Linked DNA regions of Zea mays: region 2 is linked to region 1. The links are chromatin contacts, called in public Hi-C maps. All regions are on one chromosome and are shown on one strand. Each heading gives the region's core, a stretch centred on a gene start, on an enhancer-like site or on the middle of the called end of the contact. The rest is flanking DNA. Distances are from core to core; before and after follow the strand shown.

Region 1 (5,935 bases), core at 1,876-4,375:
AGGAAGATATCAATAGGTATCAAAGGAAAGCCAAATATAGCTGATGAGGTACAAGTCTAATCGACAGAAGCATTGAAGCACGAAGTGATATGAAGACTAGCCAAAGGCCATCTGTCGAACATCCAATCAGTCGCAGATCAAATAAATTGCAAGACCTAGCAAGATATGGACAGATCGCGTACTCGGCCTCAAAAACAAAAATGTATGCTGACCTCTAAAGCATAACGTTAATGATATAATGCTGATCTCTAAGGCATTCGACAAAAGAAAAGGATGATTTCTAAAAAACAGCAGGAAACGAAGACCTTCGAGTGGATTATTTTCAAAAATCCACTCAAAGCTCGGGGGTGCACCCAATGAATAATCATCCCCGAAAGACAAAATGCTGAGTTGCTGACCTCTAAAGCATACGGCAAAACTAAGGCAAGGCTAACCTCTGAAAAAGCACAAGTGGAAGATAAAAGTGATTTCTGAGAAGACTTGAAATGAAGACCTTCGAGTGGATTATCTGCAAAAATCCACTCGAAGCTCGGGGGCTACACCCATTGGGTGCACCTTCGGAGCACCCAATGAATTTCAAAATTCTACAGTGCAAAATGCTGACCTCTGAAGCAGGAACCTGATACAGAACACCAAATTTCGAGGAATAATAGCGGAAGAAGACAGTAAAAGATCGTTTTTACCGGATCACTAAGAGTTCAGAAGTAGTGACCCGACAGGCTTATTTCCAAGGCATTTCTTGTTAAAACCAGAGACTGCAAGCTGGACCTAGGATCTTTGGGCCGGTTATTTCAAAATCAACCCAAAGATCGGGGGCTTGTGGGGGACGAATATCCCCCGGGTCCACCAGAAGGACAAGATACCTCGCGAGGGGCCCGTGGGCCCAATAATCCGCGAGGTCACCCCTTCGTGGGCTTGGGAGGAACATCCAATAAAGCGGATCGACACAAGGCCGGATCAACGCAGGCCCAGACGGCCCGATGAATTTGAGCAGTGATCGCAACAGTGACCCGACCTTCCCGCGCAGGGGCCCCATACATCGGAACCGAGCGAGGATGGTTCGACTGAATTATAGGAAGATAGACTCAGTCAGTTCACTATTACTTAGGCACCCGTTGTTATCATATCCACATGTAATGCCCCACGGTCGAGTATATAAGGCCTAGGGGGGCACCCCTTCAAGACGATCTATCTCATTACTTAGCCATCCACCCGGTTCTCTACGTCCCCAACACTAGAGAGCCCCCTTGTAACCCACCACATAAAGTACTCACGCCAGGACGTAGGGTGTTACGCATCTCAAAGCGGCCTGAATCTGTGCACAACTATCCACTGTTTCTCGTGCATCTGGCACGAACCATCGAGCTACAGTCAGTAATACCGTCCTACTCCAAAAAGCACCTTGAGGGGCAACCCCGGGTGCGCGGTCGGACCCAAAACACCGACAGGGCCCTAGCAAGGTTGTGTGAGGGATTAATCGGGTGGAAAGCCGCCATAGACCCGGGAATTGCTCGCCGTAGTTGGAGAAAACCGTGGGCGCCGCGGGTTGCGTCGGAGCAAGGTGCCACCGCCCCGATTTGAGGTAAAATCACCCCCATCTTCTTCGTCCCACTCTCCGCTGCGCATGGCACCTTTCGGGAGGAGTTTTAGGGCATTAAATCATGGCCACCGTGCCCGGCCGGGGCAATGTCAAATATCTACACTAGAAAGTGGGACCAAGAAAAAAATGTGGTTGAGTGCCTAGATTATCTTAAGAGACAAATCCTTCTTATTGTTTCAGGAAGAGTCGTCTTGACCATGAATGTGCATGTACATCTCATGACCATTAATCTTCCCTAAGATTTGACTATTGGTGGTGGTGGATAGATCGATTTGGTGAAACACCATGACTATATGGCCATACTTCTTGATTGGGAGAACACTCAAGATTTTTCTCACAACATATAATCATTGTGTGGGTTGCGTGAGCCCCAATCCATTAACTTCCTCTATAAGAACATTCAACTATGAGTACATATCATTTGCAGTTTCGCGAGGAAGCATTTTTAAATAATTCAATTTCTTCATGATTAAATGATAATACTCTTCACGCTCACTCTTGGTCCCTTCACAAAGTGGACATATATCGAATTAATGATCATGAACGTCACTATGGTTACATACTCTAGTGAAAACATCCTTGCAAAGGTCTCTAAATAGAGTGTTCTTGGCCTTAGAATTCCATTTCTCAAAATAAATTTCATCAATGATTAGATTAGTGGGATCCTTAGGTGTTTGAATCCCTTGAGTAGAGAATCTAAAAACTCATATATCTATAGCCACAAGGTAAGCTGCGATACAAATTTTCGAACAAGGAAAATCATTACCCTAGACATGAGTAGGGTTGAAAACAGATGGGTAAAATCTCGTTCTGACTCATACTATTTTCTACATTTGACCCGACCGTTTCCATATTTACGAAAAAAATATGGAAACGGGAGATGGTTTATTCTGTTCATTTTTTTTGATCCCGTTTTTGTCCGGAATGAACCCGTATTTATTCCGTATTTGATAAATATGGGATGAGCCTAATATGCATTAGTATATAAACTAAAGTATCATGTCTTTAGTTGACAAATTATAGCACAAGTGGTCATTGTAACTATCGGCTCTTTTCAATGACAAGTGGTCTAAAGTCTTAAACAACATCAGATGTAGCTAAATGTACACTATTAGCAACCAAACAACAATAGAATGATGTCTCTCTATATCTATTTGTTTTATGTTATTGTCCTGCCAATCAATCACTATCAAACATTAATATCATTTCTATTTGTATTAAATTATGAGTTTCCGTTAGTATTTCCATTTCCGTTCATTTTCGCAATTCCGTTTATCCCGCTCTCGTTTCCGTTCCCAACTATTCCGGACCCGATCCCGTTTCCGATGAAAAAATGCGGATACGGAAATGGAAGAGGGGTTTTTCCATTCGTTTTCATCCCTAGATATGAGAAGGTTTTTGGAGATGCTCTAAGCATGAGAAAACTTTTTATGAAAAATACAAATAAAATAAATGGAAATATATCTAGAAAATCCCTAGGTTTAAGTTGAGTTTTATGCATGCTGAGTATGCTTCGCTGTGGTTGGCCAATCCTGACACATTATCTTCTCATCCAAGCCGAGAGCGTGACCAGCTCACCCAGATCAGAATCCAGACCTCGTCAGAGAGCATTCCCTTGTGCATCTCGGCCTCTCCTTCCTCCCTTCCTCGCCCGCCCAGTCCTCTAACCATCTTCTCCAAACGCCCGGAGATGGTCTCGCTGCGATGCACCACCGCGCACCACTCCCTCCTCGGCTCGCCGACCTGCCTCGCGCGCCCGCGGCGGCGGCCGTGCCCCGTCGTGCGCGCTGCCGTCGCCGTGGAGGCCGGCGCTCAGGCCAAGGTCTCACTCATCCGGATTGGGACGCGTGGGAGGTGATCGAATTCGACCCTTTCTGCGGTTTCTTTGTTTGGGATGACGATGAATTCGTGGTTATGCTGGTCAAAATCGTGTCTTTAGGTTCTGTTAATTGTTGAATTTGGGGACGGCAATGCGTTGTGACTTGTGAGTGCCTGATAGATCCTGCGTTTAGCTCTTCGTCCGGGAATGTGAGTTTTGAGATGTGGCTCTGAACCTACTGCGTCTTTATTAGGTGTTGAACATTGTGGATTGTCTGGTAAAGTTCAAAGGAGCATCGAGAATCGTTAGCAGGAAGGATGCGCTTCTTTGCTTTGTAGGATGCAATTCCGAATCAGTAGTAACTGGGCGTTGACCTTGATAGAGCTAAAGAATGGCGGCAAAATTCTACGTTTTAGATCTCACCTCTGCTATTTTTGGGCCAACACCAGAGGCTGGATTGTTCTTGTGCTATTCTCATGCTAGTTAGTGGTTTCATGTTAGCGTTTACAAGGGTGTTGTCTTTATCAGTCTTTGCCTTGACTCGGTTTTAACCAATTTACTACTTTTCTTGGATCTTGTGGAAATTCTACGCCTTTTAGACATTTTCCTTATGTTGAGAAAAAAGTTACTCAAGAATTCGTTTTAAAAAGCAGCAAGAAAAAGTTACTAAAGAAAATTCACAGTTGCTGCCAAAACAAATTGTTCATTCCACTTTCCAAGTTTTCATTTTAAAGTGTTGTTTGTTTCTTTTTTTCATTTGGAATGTGCAAATTTTGTAATTCTTGTCATTGGTTATTTAGGACAGTCCTCTGGCTCTTGCACAAGCCCATGAAACTCGGGAAAAACTGAAAGCCGCACACTCTGAGTTAGCTGAGGAGGGGGCTATTGAGATCGTCATCATAAAGACCACAGGAGACATGATCTTGGACAAACCCCTTGCAGATATTGGAGGCAAGGGTTTATTCACCAAGGAGATAGATGATGCACTCTTGCAGGGAAGGATTGATATAGCTGTGCACTCTATGAAAGATGTTCCAACATATCTACCTGAAGGCACAATATTGCCCTGTAACCTCCCACGAGAAGATGTAAGAGATGCATTCATATGCTTGACTGCAAATTCGCTCGCGGAGCTTCCTGCTGGCAGTGTTGTTGGAAGTGCTTCCTTGCGGAGACAATCTCAGATTCTCTACAGATATCCATCACTGAAAGTAAGTATGATGGTTTTGCTCATCACACTTTCCCTCCTCACCCCCTATACTTGTGATTTTAGTGCTACCAGATTTACTGATGTGTTCATAGGTACTTCCCAGTATTGTGAGTCCGGTGTCCCCCCCCCCCCCCCATTGCATACTCTCTGAAGTCTAGAACATAGATCTTCTTTCTATCAGCTGCAGTTTTTAACTCTATTATAAACTGTTAAAAAAACTCTTACCAATATGTACATTTTTCATTTGTATGATTCTGAAGCTGTTGTTTTCAATGTCATACATGTGAAAAAATGTCCATCCTAGAGGCATTATTGCAATTTTCTTTTTCTTTTGTTATAAAGAGTATTTTGTCCGGTTGACAGTTGTATATTCTTGCCTTAGTCCTGTACTTAAATATTTAGAAGCCTGTATCTGTATTTTTAAAAAAATATTTAGAAGTGTGTTATGATTAGGCATTGACCTTGATTAGTCTCGCTTAAGTAACAGTATTCAATGTTTTGCAGGTAGTTAACTTCAGAGGAAATGTTCAGACACGGTTAAGGAAACTCAAGGAAGGAGATGTGTCTGCTACATTGTTGGCGCTGGCTGGATTAAGGCGGCTAAAAATGGCAGAAAATGCAACAGCTGTACTATCAGTGGAAGAAATGCTTCCGGCAGTTGCCCAAGGTGCTATTGGAATCGCTTGCCGAAGCAACGATGACAAAATGGTAAGGCGTCCAGTGTTGCAGTATGCTGGTAAATGGAGAAAACATGATGCTTGCATGATTCCATGTACAAATCTGACACTAGCTTTGCTGTCTTTTCTTTATCGGACTTTGCATGCCACTTTGATTAACTGATAAGCAAGGGCGGATCTAGAATTAGGAACCATTGATGTCGCTAGCGTAGCTATGATGGACATGCTGTGTCATTGCCCCTTTTGCCCACAGTAATTTTTCATTGAGTTTACACAGGTCATTGCTGTCAGGGGACAGAATTACTAATACTGTGGACCTGCCCCCTGGTGACAGGGTCTGACCATTTTATGGTCCTGAATAATAACCATTCTAGGTATATATATTGCTGTTGAGGCCACACAGATATGTCTCTTTGTCATGCCACTATTTGCATTTTTATTTAACAAATATCTTTTATTTATTGCTTTTTTTATCATGGCCATGTTGCATGCTGTGGCTTTTCCGAAAGCATTTAATCTTTGCAACTATGCCTTACAGTAGGCCTTTATTTTTCTTATTTCAGAGTGTGCATTGTTGTTTTATTCCGCAATGTACATGAATGTACTATGCAGCTACGCAGAGCATGGCA
Region 2 (6,040 bases), core at 1,279-3,778, 96 kb after region 1:
GACCTTTCTTAATTACCAAACTGATTGTAAATAAATAAATAAATAATAAATAATATGTCATACGTGGATTTAAGGACAACCCCAGGCGCGAATCAAATGTGTGCTAGGATCAAGTCTCACACATATGATGACTCATGGTACAGAAAACAATGTCAAATCTTCATTATATAGTAGAGGTTCTATACAAAATAGTTAAATAAATACTTCATATGACGACAACGATCCACCACAACAATAGTTGACTGGGAAATGATGGCCTAGACCTCTAAAGAAATCAACGCAACATCCTTCGTGCTCCTCATCTTGCGGTACCTATTCTTGACCTTCGGGGTGAGTACAACAATGATGAGCTCACGTACGTTCATCGCTCAACAAGTTGTGGGAATAATGTGCATAAGCTTAGTTACGATGGGGACTCATGTGAAGTTTAAGGCTTACCAAAGAGAATAGTTAAGGCTGAGCATTGCTTTTAATAATTTGGTCAAAATTTTATTAGCAGTTACTAAGTATAAGTAGATACAATCAACATTCCTCTGATACCACTTCTGTCACACCCAGATTTAAGTGCAAACCCAGGCGCGAATCAAATGTGTGCTAGGATCAAGTCTTACACATATGATGACTCATGGTACAGAAAGCAATGTCACATCTTTATTATATAGTAGAGATTTTGTACAAAATAGTTAAAAATACATCATATGACGACAACGATCCACCGCAACCATAGTTCGCTGGGAGACGACGACCTAGACCTCTCATGAATTCATCGTGACATCCTTCGTGCTACTCATCTTGCAGTACCTGTTCTTGACCTGGGGGTGAGTACAACAAGGGTGAGCTCACATACGTTCATCGCTCAACAAGTTGTGGGGAATAATGTGCATGAGCTCACTTACGGTGGGGGCTCATGTGAAGTGTAAGGCTTACCAAAGAGAATGGTTAAGGCTGAGCGTTGCTTTTAATAAGTTGGTCAAAATTTTATTAGCAGTTACTAAGTACAAGTAATTGATTGCCATTGATAATAAATCCCACAATGCAGTGCAAATAACAGATTAAGTTTAATTCCATAAGTTAATCTTGCGAGAGTCCTAAGTCGCTCTTGATCGTGAGCACGACTGATATACCAGTTTTACACTCTATAGAGGTTGCACATCTTTACCCACAAGATGTGTTTCTTGTGAAGCAAGGGTTAGCTAGACCCTTAGACACTTCGAAGGTAAATGGCTAGGGATCTACTGAGAGGCCTTTACAAAGTTTCACTAGTTCGAGAAAACCCGCTACGGTGTTAGGAAGAAGGAAGCATAGGAATCTCTCGTCCGAAAAGCTTTAAAGACAGTTTGACTTAGGACCTCCGTATACTCTACAAGAATGCGCTCCTAGCTTGCCCCTTTCAGGTAAGGTAATATCTCCCTAGCTTTACTAATTACTTGGCCAAGGGTGTCCCATTCCACCCTTGTGGTAACACTGTGAACTCAAGTTAAACTCCATGTTCCAATTAACACCATAATTTTATCATGAACAATAAATAATTCAGTAAATATAATAAAGCATGATCATATGTCATATAGCATTACTTCCCAAAAACCAGGTAGAGCATAGCCAAACTACCCAATAATTCATTTGTTTGCAAGGTGTGTGGTAAACAAAACTAGGGTAACCTATTAGGTCCCATCAAATTACCTGAGCATGTCACAGTGATTAACAGGAACATTATTAGGTAAAGAAGAGTGATCAAGGGAACAACTTGCCTATGACTTGCGATAACTTTTATCCAAATGTTGACCCAAAATTGGGTTTCAAGTTCCTCGTCACCTCGCTTGTACTCGTAGCAATACATACAATCAAGTAAATAATGGATATGGTGACACTACGCCAAAGAATATGAACAAAATGTGTAAAATTATTCTGCACGTCGCTACGAGATCGCATGTTCAAGAATCACTAAAATCAGAGTTATGTTTGAAAGATATGGTTTTCGGAAGATTTAGGTGATTAAGCTTATGAAAACTATGTTTTATGTTGATCAATATAAATCATGTGAGAAGGTTAAATAAATAATTAATTTAACTTTAATACTAATTATAACTTGACCGTAAATCATATTTTAATCAGATTATAGATGGAGCATATTAACTGTGATTTAGAAAAGTAAATCTTAATAAACATTGGTTAACCGAATATTTAATTATCCTTGAAAACAGTAAAGCAAATGTTGTTAATGCGTAGGAAATTTTAATACGAAACTAACGCAACTTGAACGGATTAAATTGGAGCTAAGGTGAGTGGGTTATGGGATTTACAAGATTCTATGCATTTTTTGTTAGCTTCATACACTAAAATAGATCCCAGGGGTCTATTTGGAAAGTCTAGGGACTGATCTGCAATTACTTCACACTATGCATGGATGGCGGGTTGGTTTAAATTAAACTCGAGGGCTCTTATGTAAAAGATAACGGTCGAAGGGGTATCTGTGAATATTACCCGTCCGATCTGATCCTTACGCCTAGGATTAGATCCAAAGGTTTAAGTGACTCGACGCACCCGGCAACCGTTGGATCGCATATCCCCGGACGAGAGTCTGCCACGCGTTGATCTATTTTCATCCCTCCGCTACCTGATTGATGGTTGAGATTAAAAACTACAAAAGGTTATTCGGGATCTAATCATGTCCATCCATGAAAGGACCGACGGCCACCAACTCGCCTCCTTCCTCTCAGTGATGCCACGCGACCCCGCCGCGCTCTACATCGCGGAGTCCCCATCGGCGATCACCCAACCGGTGATCTGGCGCCCTGGGCCACGAGGACAAACATTACCGAGGTCTACATGATTCTAAGGTTTTGAACCATCTCACCTGCGCAGATGTCGTAGGTCCTACCATCCCGGCCGCAGGTGGTTCCGCGGCGGAGGCCTCATGCCGACGAGCAATCCAACGACCCTTCTCCAGCACCAACGTACTCCGAACCACCTCTCGGACTACCTGGCCATGCCCCAATGTCGTCATGCACGATGAGCAAAGGTAGCAGCTCTCTTCTCTCCCCTCTCGCTTTTCCTCGGTGGCGATGGCGGCAGCGTATGGTTTGGCTCAAACCCGGCTACTCCTATGACCCCCAACATCGTTCATATTCATACACTAAACTACAGACCCGGGTAGCACACGGTGGCTATGGAGAACACGACAGACGGTTGCAATAGCTTGATCTTCCGAGATGTCTTTGACAAGTAGATGGTTATGGATCCCGGGGCCCACATGTCACCGACGTAGCGTGTGGGATAGAGTACGCCCCAGCGGGCCCGCGCATCAGCAGGCCCACATGGGCGGACGCGCGCACGGTTTGGCGGATGGCGAAATACGTACCGGGCCGGCCAGAGATGCTGCGGGGATGGTGCCACACAACGGCGAGGGCAGGGCACATGGGTGCACATAAGCCGATAAGCGACTGACAGGCAGCGCCCGCCCGTCGGCGCTAGACTCCAGGGATGAGGTTGGGCCGGCACGGGGAGAAGGCCTATTGGGCCGAGATGACCTAGCTGAGGTAAGGCTTTCTCTTTTGTTCTATTTTTATTTCTTTTCTAATTTGTTTTTTATTTTAGTTCTAAATATTTTGATTCAAAACTAACCTCAAGTTTCCAATTAAATTTTGTTTTAGATGCAACAACAAAAGTATCCAGCATGAAAAGTAATATTTTTTATATTAAGTATGCTTTTAAATAGATAATTCATATACTTGTGTCGTCCTCGAAGTCACGCTACTCCTTGACGCATGAAAATTTGTTTTAGATCCAACAACAAAAGTATCCAGCATGAAAAATGGTTTTAGATGCAACAACTATAGTATCCTGCGTTGTCCTCAAACTCTCGCTATTCCTTAACGGAGCCCGCCCGCAGGCGAGGCCAAGAGCGAGGCTGGAGCGTGCACGGCGTGTGGAGGAAGTGGTTGAGGAGGAAGGTGGAGACGTGTAGCAACCCAAAAATTCAAACCTTGAAATTTTCTCAAACTCGCTCTAAATTCAAAATGAATTTGAAATTTTGTTTTAAAATATTTATTTGCGAGTTGATCTCAACAAATAAAATATAGTGGTCTATATTCTCTCCAAAATCCTTCTCAAAATATCCTATAAATATTTCCCCAGTGATCCTCCTCAAATTCTTTCCAGAAATACTGCCCAAATATTCCACCGATAAGTCTCCAAATATTTTCCTCCTGAGAAATACCTTTAGAATCATTTTCAAAGTCTCTACAAATATTTTCTTCATAATTTTCCTCATGCTCATACGTATACGTACGCCTCTGGTGTCATACAGTGATCTCTACAAGCTAATTTCACTTATACATGACTAATACATGCTTATCTCCCACTAATTCTCGCATCCTCCCAATAATCCTCGCCTCCTCCCCCTAATCCACGCCACCTTGCCTATAAATAGAGGGGCAAGGGCCTCCCCTTAAGCTACCCAAGCCATTTCATGGCAACTCACTTCTCCCCCCCACTCCCACTTCCATACAAGCACAACACAAACACAAGGATCGTTCGGTCGTTCATTCGATCGTTCGTCCATCTGTTCATAGTTTGTTCGTCCGATCGTCCGATCGTTCATGGTTCGTTCGTTCATTCATTCGATCGTTCGTCTGTTCGTTCATCCAAATAATCTTTGTTTAGCCGTTATGCTGCCGAAATTCCGATCGTTCGTTTGTCCGATCATTCGATCGTTCGTCCTTTCGTTCATAATCCCTATTCATCGTTCATCGTTCGTTCATAGTCATTATTCATCATTCATCGTTCGTTCATACAACTATTCATCGTTCATTGTTCGTTCATACGAACTGTTCATCGTTCGTTCATAGTCACTATTCACCGTTCACCGGATCGTTTATAGTCAATATTCATCGTTCATCGTTCGTTCATACGAACTATTCATCGTTCATCGTTCGTTCATACGGACTATTCATCGTTCATCGGATTGTTTATAGTAACTATTCAGCATTCATTGGATCGTTCATCTTACTATTCATCATTACTATTCGTCATTCATCCCAAATATTCAACTGCTCATCCATCATGCTGTCCAGCTCACCTAAGACCTGCCAAACCAATATTTCAGTCATACGAACTCCGGTAACTGTGATTTTCCTTCTAGTAAGAACTTCCCATCTGGTCACCCATCCCAGATTTCTCCAAGTTGAGCACGCTTAACTTTGAGATTCTTTCGAACGAGGCTTCCAAAAGAAAGACGAACCATGTTTGTATGGATATGCCATCAATCCTATAAAACCTGGCTCAAGATACCGCATCCCACCTATAACGCCCCGAATTTTGGAGTTGAATTTTTTCTTTTCTTCACTCACCAAATTCGGGCGTTACCCTTTCCTTTTTCCTTTTCTCCTTGCTAAGCCTTGATCTTTTCCAAAGTTATAGCGAGATTTGGCTTGAGATCTCGTGTAAAGCAAAACCCTAGAAATACTTTTTTTGTTTGCTGCACCATGCCGAACCATGCATTTGTTTTGATTGAGTGAAACTGTGAAACCATTCATCTAGAAAATAGATTTTAAAAGGGAAAACCTTTTCTTCCACCCCTCCTCCCCTTGCGGCCCAGCCAGGCGCGCGGCCCAGCTGCGTCAGCCGCCCCCCTTCCCTTCGTGGGCCGACTCGGTGGCCCAGCCGCCCCTCCCCTCGGCGGCCCAGCTCCCCCTCGCTCCCCGTGCGTGGAACACGCGGTGGTTGGAACCGCCGCCGCCTCCCCCCCCGTGGGCCCCGCCTGTCATCCCTCTCCCCTCCCCAAAATCTCTCCCTCTCTCTCCCTCACGCACGATCCCCACCCCCACCCGCGTAGCCCCCTGCCCGTCCGGCGCCGCCCTCGCCCCTCCCCGCGCGGTAAGCCCCTCCCCCTCTCTTCCCCGCCATCCCCCTCCCCTCCCCGGCTTGGGCGTGGCCCGGCCATGGCGGCTTGCCCGCAGCCCCGCACGTCCCGCCCCGGCTCGGCGCGCCCGCCCCTCCCCGCGCGGCCGCGGCCCGGCGTCCCGCCCCGGCTCGGCGCGGC

What was found. Hi-C and Micro-C count contacts between places; a contact is called where the count stands out from the background.
Region 2: a Hi-C map of endosperm shows a contact between it and region 1, with 4 times the contacts expected there. The contact joins the enhancer-like site here to the promoter of LOC100191140 in region 1. A contact is called at or near these places in 4 of 25 Hi-C or Micro-C datasets (ear, endosperm, leaf and 1 more).

Annotation. Positions count from the first base shown.
Region 1 is chr5:86,241,807-86,247,741 of Zm-B73-REFERENCE-NAM-5.0, forward strand. LOC100191140 (camouflage 1) reads left to right here and starts at 3,126. Exons shown (of 5, transcript NM_001136576.2): 1 at 3,126-3,454; 2 at 4,225-4,630; 3 at 5,134-5,337. The coding sequence starts at 3,291.
Region 2 is chr5:86,338,758-86,344,797 of Zm-B73-REFERENCE-NAM-5.0, forward strand. No RefSeq gene overlaps it. Among protein-coding and RNA genes, the nearest start is that of LOC100275043, 91 kb to the left of the region's middle. Within about 2 kb of position 2,529, at least 18 of the 20 cell types and tissues checked have an H3K27ac peak or open chromatin away from gene starts, as enhancers often do. A contact at or near this core is called in ear, endosperm, leaf and 1 more, where this site is marked.